3 separate regions of the Mus musculus genome follow, and all the other regions are linked to region 2. The links are chromatin contacts, called in public promoter capture Hi-C maps. All regions are on one chromosome and are shown on one strand. Each heading gives the region's core, a stretch centred on a gene start, on an enhancer-like site or on the middle of the called end of the contact. The rest is flanking DNA. Distances are from core to core; before and after follow the strand shown.

Region 1 (3,285 bases), core at 130-2,629, 260 kb after region 2:
ACTGAGGCTTTGGCTGGAGAGATGGCTCAGCAGTTAAGAGTACTGACTGTTCTTCCAGAGGTCCTGAGTTCAATTCCCAGCAACCACATGGGGGCTCACAACCATCTGTAATGGGGTCCAATGCCCCTTTTTGGTATGCCTGAAGACAGTGTACTTACATTAAATATTTTAAAAGATTGCTTTAGGGGCAGGGGTGGAAAAAAAAAGATTGCTTTATTTTTTAAAAAAATTATGTGAATACACTGTCACTGTCTTCAGACTCACCAGAAGAAGGCTTCAGATCCCATTACAGATGGTTGTGAGCCATCTCTCCAGCCCTAAATAAATATTGAAAAAAGAAAATTGAGGCCTTATCATCTTGTCCTTTTGTTTTTTGGTTCAGGAGTGTGAGAATCTTGTGTCCTCCCAAGTCAAAGTCTGCTGCTTGAAAACTTGTAAACTTGAAGCCCCGCCGGGCCTGGTGGCACACGCCTTTAATCCCAGCACTCCAGAGGTAGAGGCAGGTGGATTTCTGAGTTCGAGGCTAGCCTGGTCTATAGAGTGAGTTCCAGGACAGCCAGGGCTATACAGAGAAACCCTGTCTCGAAAAACAAAAACTTTTAAAAAACCCCAAAAAAAAACAAAAACCAACTTGAAGCTTCAAACTTGTGGCTTTATGCAGATTTAGTTTATATTTCTAATTTGTATGCTGGTACCATGGTACATACATGGAAGTCAGGACTTTTCTAGACTTAGACTTAGTCGGTAGACAGGACAAGTGCCATCTTGCTAGCCTGCTGATTCAGGTTCTGACTCTGTTCCTTATCTTCATGCTGTGTCTAGAGAACCTTTTACAGTAAGGTGGTGTGTACCCTCCCTCCCCTCCATACACACATTCCTGGCTGCATGCTAGATTGCCATGCAGCCAGGAATGACCTTGATATTTTGATCTTTTTGACTCTTACCTCAAGTGTTGGGATTATAGACATAGACTTTAGCCAGTTATCTGAGGTGCTTGCTAGGCCATGTACCCAGGGCTTTGCATACACTATGCAAATACTACCTGGATTACTTTACAGACAAAGGTTTTTTTTTTTTTTTTTGAGACAGGGTTTATCTGTGAAACAGATCTGTCTGCCCTCCACTTGTTCTGTAGAGCAGGCTGGCCTTGAATTCAGATCTGCCTGTCTCTTCCTCCTGCGTACTGGGATAAAGGGATGTGCCAACATGCTTGGTGTGCTGGATTTGTTTAAGGCCTAACTGCCTTTGCCTCCCTGGTGCTGGGATTAAAGGCATACGCCACCCCCTGCCAAACTAAGACTGGAGTGTTATGTACCCACAGGCCCTTGTGGTTCCTGTTACATTCCAATTGCATACCTGCTTGTGATCCTAGGCAGAGGCAAACCTGTCTACTTCCAGGCCAGTGAGAAACTGCCAGTCTAGGTGCCTGAGGCATGGCACACTGAAGGTTGACTGTTTCCATTCACACTCAGTGTGAATACCCACACATGAACAACAAACCCTACAGTTACCTCTTACCATATGTTGCTGTTTATATAAATATTTTCTGGGTCAAGGACCAAATAAATTTGAGCAGAATATTGTAGCATTGCCTAAGCCCATGTTTGGTGACCTACCTAACACTTGATTTCTGGACATTTTAATGTTTGGTGGGGATCAGATGAGCTCACATGACTTAATGAATGAGCTGAAGATGGGTTGAATGTTATAGCTGCTTCTACCTGGCAAGGCTGCATTGGTAAGTTGTATACTTCTTTATCTTTCAAATGCTGGGGTTACAGCTTTGGGCCACCAGGGTCACCGTGCTCAGCCTAAGTATAAAATACATTTGAGGCTGACAGTGTAGATCAGTTGGTACAGTGACTGCCCTGTATCATGAAAGTGGGGAAGATGAGAAGTCAAAGGTCATCCTACCTTCCTACATTCGGAATTAAAGTCCGTCTCCTGGAATACACAATAACGATAAAAAGGTCTGAGTACTGTATACCTAAAGTTGCAGCATTCGGGATGTGTAGGTCCTTAGGAACATGGCTACAAGGAGCTGCAGGTACAGGGTGAGACCTTGTCTTTATGAAAACCAGGGAGAGCAGTGTAGACTAGGGAGCCAGAGATCTGAGCGTGAGTTCAGTTCTAGCCTGGCCAACGCTTAGTGAGACTCAGCCTCTAGAGCAGAAGGCCCATTGTGAATACATTCCTTTCCCGTGTGGATTAAAATTCGTTCCCAGTGGGGCTGGAGAGATGGCTCTGTGATTAAGAGCACTGGCTGCTCTTAAAGAAGTCCTTAAGTTCAATTCCCAGCAATTACATGGTGGTTCGCAACCATCTGTAGTGGGATTTGATGCCTTCTAGTGTGCATGAAGATCACATACTCATACATAAAATAAATCTTAAAAAGTCCCCAGAAAGCCGGGCGTGGTGGCAGACACCTTTAATCCCAGCACTTGGGAGGCAGAGACAGGCGGATCTCAGAGTTCAAGGGGAGCTTGGTCCACAGAATGAGTTCCAGGACAGCCAAGGCTACACAGAGAAACCCTGTCTCGAAAAAAAAAAAAAAACAACAAAAACGACCCCAGAGCTCACCTGCACCAGATGCATCTTTTGCTCTGACTATCACAGCTTCTTGTTGATTGGTCAGTGCACAGGAAACATTAATGAAAGCGGGTGATGACATCTGCTGGAAGGCAGTGAAGTTGACTATTCTTACTAGGTAGACAGTTAGGCCTGTCGTGAGCATTGAGTGCTTATAGCCAGACACTGCTAGAAAGGGGGAGCTGTGGAAGACCTTGGAGGAAAGAGAAAATACTTGTTTCAAAGAAGACAAATTAGTGTTGTCTCTGTTAGTACAAGAATTTTCAAGATTCAGCTAGCCAGCCAGTAAGTCATTCGCTTTTTCACCACTGTGGATGTAGTTAAAAAGGGACAGGGACAGAACAGTTCTTGCTTTGCAAGCATGAGGACATGTATTAAATCCCCATCACTTATTTAACAAGCAGACTGATGTAGACTTCTGGTGGTGCACGCCTTTGATCCCAGCACTCGGGAGGCAGAGGCAGGTGGATTTCTGAGTTCGAGGCCAGCCTGGTCTACAAAGTGAGCTCCAGGACAGCCAGAGCTATAAAGAGAAACCCTGTCTCAAAAAACCAAAAAAAAAACAACAACAACAAAAAAAAAACAAGCAGACTGAGATAGTCACGGAGCATGCACGTCTCAGCAGAGACAGGCAGTTTGAAGTAAGGACATGGTAAGTTCAGACAGCCAGGGCAAGGCAGAGAAGCCATGCTTGAA
Region 2 (3,314 bases), core at 260-2,759:
GTATGGACAAAGATAATTAAATAAAACAAAGAGACTGCAAGTCTGCCTCCATAAAAAATCCTAACTCTTCATGTATAGAAAATAGACTTCAACAGTTTGCTTTCTCCACATAATACCTTTTTCTTTCCTTTCTTAACTAGATTTATTTTAAATCATACATATGTGTTTGTATGCCAGATGTATGTGTGTGTGTGTGTGTGTGTGTGAGAGAGAGAGAGAGAGAGAGAGAGAGAGATCCCCAGAGGTTCCCCTGGAGCTGGAATGCTGGAATAATGGTTATGAGCCACTTGATGTAGGTGCTGGGAACGGAACTCTGGTTCTCTGGAAGGGCAATAAACGTTCTTAACTATTGAACTATATCTCCAGCCCCAAGTACCCTTTTTTATCCTTTGACCCTCGGTGAGTTTTTCTCTCTTTGGAAGTTTTCCTGGCTCCAATCCAGGTAGAATTAATAGCTCTCATCTCGGTCTCTGGGCATATCCCTGTCTCTTTTTCCAGTGCTTAAAGTATATTGTGTTATGGTTATTTGTCCTCAAAACATATATAATAATATTATATATTTCATCGTTATGCCGTCAGCATTTAACTGGCACTTGACACAGCTGGTCCTCTTGAAATGTTTGCTGACCTTAAGATCCTGTTCGGGCTCAAGGCTGGCGAAGTTGATGGCGCAATACGGTTAATGAATGCGGATAACCATTAGAGGGCAGACTAATCCCATGGCGTTCCGTCCCAAAGACTCGCTCCTTCATTTATTCTTCCCGTGGTCATTTCCAACCAGAACTTCACAGTCCTATTTTAATGATCTTCCACACAAAACACTCACACGAGGTTACATCTCTTCTCTAGCCACCCACTCTCTCTCCCCAGTTTCCATCATTATTTGGGGAACTAAAGAGTTAACTCCACCCTCCCACCTGGTCATCTTGCTCTGTTAATCTGCGGGATCTGGGAGGCGGCGAAGAAGAAAGGGGAGGTACTCATTGATGGACTGGGTAACCCGGACTCTGGCTCGCCTCTACTTGATTGCCTTTTCCAGAAACCCTCCCAAACTCCTATAGCCACACACACCTTTCCCGGCCAAGATCCAAACAAACCTCTACTTTCCTCTTCCCTAGGAGCCAGGTAGAAAAGGGGGGTATAGGAGGGGGCGAGGGGGGGCAGCTTCCTCACACCCTTCCTCAGTCCTGGTTCCCCCGCGGCCTAGGCGCCCCGCCCGCGGGTGCTGCCAAGGGAGGGAAACCTTGCGCAGGGACAGCGCGGCGGGAAGAGGGTCAGCAATAACTGGCGCACGCGAGGGTGGGAACCAGCCATAGTCAGGGCTGGGAGGAAGGAGTTAAAGGACCGGGATTGGCTCCCCCGGCTCTCTTGTCGCCGAATCTGGGAGGGGAGGATTCGCTGCCTGGCTCGGGACCTTGTGGTCCCGTCCCCCCCACCCCCCCCCCACCCCGCCCCCGCCCGCCTCCGGAACGGCCGGAGACTTGGGCCAGCCGGACGCCCCTTCTGGCATACTCCTGGGGCAAGCGCGAGCGCACACTCCCCTTTCCTCGCTGGCGCACCCGCTCCCCTCGCTCTTCTTAGATCGCCCTCTCGTTCTCTCGCTCTCCACGGACTCCCTTCGGGTGCTGCGCTCGCTCTCACCTGCTCTAAAGCACCCTCCGCTCTCGGACGCTCCCAATTCCGCGCTCCTGCTCGACGGCGGGACAGTCGCAGCCTCGGCAGGCAGCTTGCTCTCGCCGCTGCGGCTTCAACCCAGCCCCCTCCCTCGCTACGGCTCGGGCGCTCTTGACTCCCGACCCTCGCCTCTGAGCCCGAGGACGGCGATCAGACCATGGTGACAGCGCTGCTCCGTCGCTGCGCTCGCTGAGGCCATGCCGGGTTCCCGACGCGTCCGTCCGCGCCTAAGGGCGCTGCTGCTGCTACCGCCGCTGCTGCTGCTCCGAAGCGGCCACGCGAGCGACCTGACCGTGGCCGTGGTGCTGCCGCTGACCAACACCTCGTACCCGTGGTCTTGGGCGCGTGTAGGGCCGGCGGTGGAACTGGCTCTCGGGAGGGTGAAGGCTCGGCCGGACTTGCTGCCGGGTTGGACGGTCCGTATGGTGCTGGGCAGCAGCGAGAACGCGGCGGGCGTCTGCTCCGACACCGCTGCACCGCTGGCCGCGGTGGATCTCAAGTGGGAGCACAGCCCCGCGGTGTTCCTGGGCCCCGGCTGCGTATACTCTGCTGCCCCGGTGGGACGCTTCACCGCGCACTGGCGGGTGCCGCTGCTGACGGCTGGCGCCCCGGCTCTGGGCATCGGGGTGAAGGATGAGTACGCGTTAACCACCCGCACAGGACCCAGCCATGTCAAGCTGGGCGACTTCGTGACGGCGCTGCATCGACGGCTGGGCTGGGAGCACCAGGCGCTTGTGCTCTATGCAGATCGGCTGGGCGACGACCGGCCGTGCTTCTTCATAGTGGAGGGGCTGTACATGCGGGTGCGTGAGCGACTCAACATCACAGTAAATCACCAGGAGTTCGTCGAGGGCGACCCGGACCACTACACCAAGCTACTGCGGACCGTGCAGCGCAAGGGCAGAGGTGAGGCTGGCACCCACCAGACGGCTGGCTCGCGCGGCCTGATCTCCGGCCAGTCCACAGCCTGGCATTCCGCCTCTGGGGGCCAGGCTTCCTCCTCTTAGAGTCTTGCCCAACTCCTACCTCAGAGTTTCTAGTTCTTTCTCTCTGCGCCGGGTTTGCATTCCTTCCCTCTCCCCCTCCCCTCCTGTCTCCCGTGACCTTCCTGCTGCGGACTTTCTTGACTTAAGCGCTGAAGGGCCTAGTTCTACTGCGCCCTCAGCTTCCTGGCTCTTCTCCGTGCTGTTTTCCCTCTAACTTACCACGTTCTTCCTCCAGTTACTTCTATTGCTCCCACATGAGCTCTCGAGCTCTCATGTCCCTTCTCTGGCTGGTTATTCTCTGATTCTTCCTGCAGTCTTGGTCCTCGTCTCCCCCCACACACACACACACACACACTCACACAGATGTACAGACACACATACACACACACACACACACACACACACACACACACACACCTTGCCCCACCTTCTCTTTCTTCCTCCCATTCCTCTCTCTTCCTATCCCTCATACCTCCTTCTCCCACCTTTCACATTCTCTTGACAAGGCCCAAGACTGAGCCAGGAGTTGCTATCCTTTAGAGACTACAAATCAGAATTCCCTCCTTTGTAGTACTTTGTGTGTTGTGTGTTCATTCATGTGGTTCTCTCTCTCTCTCTCTCTCTCTCTCTCTCCCTCCCCTTTTTCTCTCTCCT
Region 3 (3,719 bases), core at 952-3,451, 290 kb after region 2:
AGTGAATATGATTAATTTTAGTGATTTTTTGAGACAGGGTCTCACTATGTAGCCCTGGCTGCCCTGGAACTCACTATGTAGTCCAGGCTGGCCTCAAACTCATAAAGATCCACCCGCCTCCCCAGTGCTAGGACTAAAGGTGGATGCTACCATGCCTGCTTATCAATTCATTTTTATTAGTGTGTATGTGTATACATGTCATATGTGTGGAGGCAGAGGAAACTTCCAGGAGTCGGTTCTCTCTCTACTGTGTTTTCCATGAACTCAAGTGCCGTCAGCCCTCAGATCAGGCACTCACCAGCTCATGCAGATATATGTACACGCATATATACATATTAAATTTTTGTGTGTGCTTTCTAAACTTTCTACAAGAACTATGTCCCATGTGTTTATTAATCTTGGAGGGAAGAAAATAGTTAATTATACACAGGAAATTCCCCAGCAAAAGATATTAATGTATAGCCTGGCAGTGGTGGCGCAGGCCTTTAATCCCAGCACTCAGGAGGCAGAGGCAGGTAGATTTCTGAGTTCGAGGCCAGCCTGGTCTACAGCATGAGTTACAGGACAGCCAGGGCTACACAGAGAAACCCTGTCCCAAAAAACAAAAACAAAAACACCAAAAAAACCAAAAACAAAACCAGGGAAGGCCAATGCTGTGACGTGAGGACATGAGGGACTTTACCCACCTCGATATGCCGAGGCGCTGATGTGAATTTCTTCCCCATTCTGTCTGTGGCAATGGCTACAAGTGTGGTTTGTCCAACAGTGACAGCACGGAGCATGTAGTTTTCAGAGTACTCATCCTGATCTTCCATTAATCTGCAAAGATCCATGTGGTACCAGTGAGAAAGATCTGGCAGTTGTCTGTCTGTTTCAGACAGCATCCCTCTATGCAGATCTGGCTGTCATGGAACTTACAGAGATCTGCCTTCCTCTGCCTCCTGGTGCTGGGATTAAAGGATTAATTAAAAATGCCACTAAGCCCTGCTGAGGTCAGGTTTTGAGAAGGATCAGTAATTCATCTTTCTAAGATGCTTAATGTATTTTAATTCTTGCTAAATGAACCTTCCAGAAAATGAATCTCCAGAGTCAAGACTAATTTCCTGCGATGACAACAAATTCCTGGGGAGCAGAACCTTTCTTCCAGGCAGAAAGGATTAAGTGTGATAAGAACAGCGACAGCATTGCGAGGACCAAATTCCCGAGCAGACAGAATCTCATAGAATCCAGGATGGCCTTGAACTCACACTCCTGTCTCCACCTCCCAAGGCTGGGATGGCAGGTGTAAGCCACTGTGCTCAGGGGATTCTTTTTTGTTTTTTTTTTAAGATTTATTTATTTATTTTATTTATATGAGTACACTGTTGCTCTCTTCAGACACGCCAGAAGAGGGCATCAGATCCCATTACAGAGAGTTGTGAGCCACCATGTGGTTGCTGAGAATTGAACTCAGGTCCTCTGAAGAGCAGCCAGTGCTTTTAACTGCTGAGCCATCTCTCCAGCCCCCTCAGGGAATTCTTGTATGCCTTCTTTTTTGAAGGAGACTATCAAGAAAGTTTGTTAGCAATTTTTGAAGGCCTTCCAGGTTAAGGCACTCCCAGAATATAACATCCAAGGAGAGTTTTAGAAAACAAAAACAGAAATGGCATATTTTAGTGCTTAAACTAAATGACATATTTTAGTGATTTAGGGATTTGAATGTTTTAATTTTAATATTTAATTTTATGCTTTTATTTTTCGTATTTGGTTTACATGCATGTCTGTGCATCACTTGTGTGTCTGGCCAGAAGAGGGTGTTGGATCTTCTGGAACTGGAGCTATAGACTGTAACAGGCTGTACACCGCCAAGCAAGTGCTGGAAATCAAACCCAGATCCTCTGGAAGAGCAGCCAGTGCTCTAACCACTGAGCAATCTCTCCAGCCCCATTATTTTAACTTTTGAGGGAGCCCTGTATAACTCAGTCTGGCCTTAAAATTGTGATATTTGAGTCTCAGCCTCCTGAGTGCTGGGGTTACGGGTGTGCACCACAGCACCCAGCCTAAATGAATACTTCCCAGGGACACTGACAGAGAACAGAGTATGTTCAAAGAAAACTACAGAAAGGACAGAAAACAATCTGACTAAACTAAGGGAAGCCGAGAGGCCACGAGGAGGGAGACTCTCATCGTAGGAGAGAAGAGGTACTGAGTGGCACTCACCTCAGGGTGACGATGGCAGATGCCAGCTGCAGCCTGACTTCCATGTTTCTGAAGTACTTGTTCCGGAAAGGGTGTTTGGACGAGCCAAGAACCCTCACAACCACTAACACGGTTTTACCGATCTCAACCTAGTAGTTGAAAAAAGCCAGCAAGTGACAGGTATCCGTTAAGTAAGGATGGCTACATTTTGAGGGGCAGACATTTCTGTGCATGCTGGATGTTCCTGGTATGCCTCTGGTCAACTTACCCCGAAGCTGTGTGTACTATGTCGTCCCCATCTTTCCCTCCCTCTTCATGGATTCCTTCACTCCTTTCTTTTTAATTACTTGAATTTACTTGAATGTATGTATGTATTTACTTGAATGTATGTGCACACCTGTATGCACCGTAGTGCCAGGGAGATGAGAGGACAATTTGCAGGAGTTATTCTCTTCTTTCACCTGTGAGTCTAGGTAACCTCAGGCTTGGCAGTAGGTACCCTTACCAGTGAGCCACCTAGCCATCCATCTCCTAGCCATCCATCTCTGCCTGTGTCTCCTCTTCTTCTGTGGCCCAGGCTGGCCTGAATCTCATTTAGAACAGGATGGTTTTGAACTCACAGAGATTTGCTTGACTCTACCACCTGCATTCAGGGATCTCTCTCTCTCTCTCTCTCTCTCTCTCTCTCCCTCTCTCTCTCTCTCTCTCTCATTAAGTCAGTGTCTAACCCTGTAGCCTAGGCTGGTCTGGATCTCACTGTGTGCCCCATGTTAGCTTCAAACTTATGGCAATCTTAGCCTCCTGAGTTCTGAGATTGTAGGAGTTAGCCTCTAGCCTTTTGGATTTTGTTGTTGCTTTGATAGGGTTTTGTATTCTAAAATAGCCTTGAACTCACTATTCAGTGGATGTCCTCACCTCCCGGGATTATAAACTTGCACCATTACACCTGGTGTATTGGTATGGAGAGTGAACCCAGGGCTTTATGCAGTCCAGGCAAGGACTCTATGGACTGACCTATATCCCCAGTCTTTTCTAGGATTTTACATTTTTATTTATTAGCCAGATAGTAGGGTACGTCATTAATCCCAAAATTTGGGAGATAGAGTCAGATAGATCTCTATGAATTCGAGGTCAGCCTGGTTTAAAGAGTGAGTTCTAGGATAGTCAGGCATACACATTAGAAATCCTATTTTGAATCCCCCATATGTATAGTTATAGGTATAGGTATAGGTATAGGTATAGGTATAGGTATAGGTATAGGTATAGGTATGCATGTGTGTGTATGTGTGTGTGTGTATATATATATATATATATATATATATATATATATATATAGAGAGAGAGAGAGAGAGAGAGAGAGAGAAAGAGAGAGAGAGAGAGAGAGAGAGGACAGTTTCTCTGTGTAGCCTTGGTTATCCTGGAACTCACTTGGTAGACCGGGCTGGCCTTAAGCTCAGAGATCTTCCTGCCTCTGTCTCCCCAGTGTGGGATGTGCTATCACCACCCAGCTTTTTTTGTTTTCTTGAGAAATGGCTTCTCTA

Evidence for each region. Promoter capture Hi-C pulls out the DNA fragments that hold promoters and counts their contacts.
Region 1: a contact with region 2 is called in a promoter capture Hi-C map of embryonic stem cells. The contact joins the enhancer-like site here to the promoter of Npr1 in region 2. A contact is called at or near these places in 19 of 39 promoter capture datasets (the 3T3-L1 cell line, 3T3-L1-derived adipocytes, the C10 cell line and 13 more), 2 of 15 datasets of contacts at CTCF or cohesin (large pre-B cells and stem cell-derived epiblast-like cells), 56 of 484 Hi-C or Micro-C datasets (the 63-12 cell line, B cells, the Ba/F3 cell line and 36 more), 17 of 115 datasets of contacts at active chromatin or transcription factors (the 230-238 cell line, the HPC-7 cell line, bone marrow-derived dendritic cells and 10 more) and 5 of 9 other capture datasets (adipose tissue, embryonic stem cells, liver and 2 more).
Region 3: a promoter capture Hi-C map of the HPC-7 cell line shows a contact between it and region 2. The contact joins the enhancer-like site here to the promoter of Npr1 in region 2. A contact is called at or near these places in 11 of 39 promoter capture datasets (the C10 cell line, the HPC-7 cell line, cranial neural crest and 7 more) and 2 of 9 other capture datasets (adipose tissue and liver).

What each region holds. Positions count from the first base shown.
Region 1 is chr3:90,206,780-90,210,064 of GRCm38.p6, reverse strand. Nup210l (nucleoporin 210-like) reads right to left here. Exons shown (of 40, transcript NM_029937.2): 37 at 2,581-2,782. Among named protein-coding and RNA genes, the nearest start is that of Rps27, 5.2 kb to the left of the region's middle. Within about 2 kb of position 1,379, at least 23 of the 459 cell types and tissues checked have an H3K27ac peak or open chromatin away from gene starts, as enhancers often do. A contact at or near this core is called in trophoblast stem cells, where this site is marked.
Region 2 is chr3:90,464,061-90,467,374 of GRCm38.p6, reverse strand. It overlaps Npr1 (natriuretic peptide receptor 1), which reads left to right and starts at 1,509. Exons shown (of 22, transcript NM_008727.5): 1 at 1,509-2,580. The coding sequence starts at 1,872.
Region 3 is chr3:90,172,938-90,176,656 of GRCm38.p6, reverse strand. It overlaps Nup210l (nucleoporin 210-like), which reads right to left. Exons shown (of 40, transcript NM_029937.2): 22 at 2,200-2,327; 23 at 687-819. Among named protein-coding and RNA genes, the nearest start is that of Gm24185, 24 kb to the left of the region's middle. Within about 2 kb of position 2,201, at least 1 of the 459 cell types and tissues checked has an H3K27ac peak or open chromatin away from gene starts, as enhancers often do.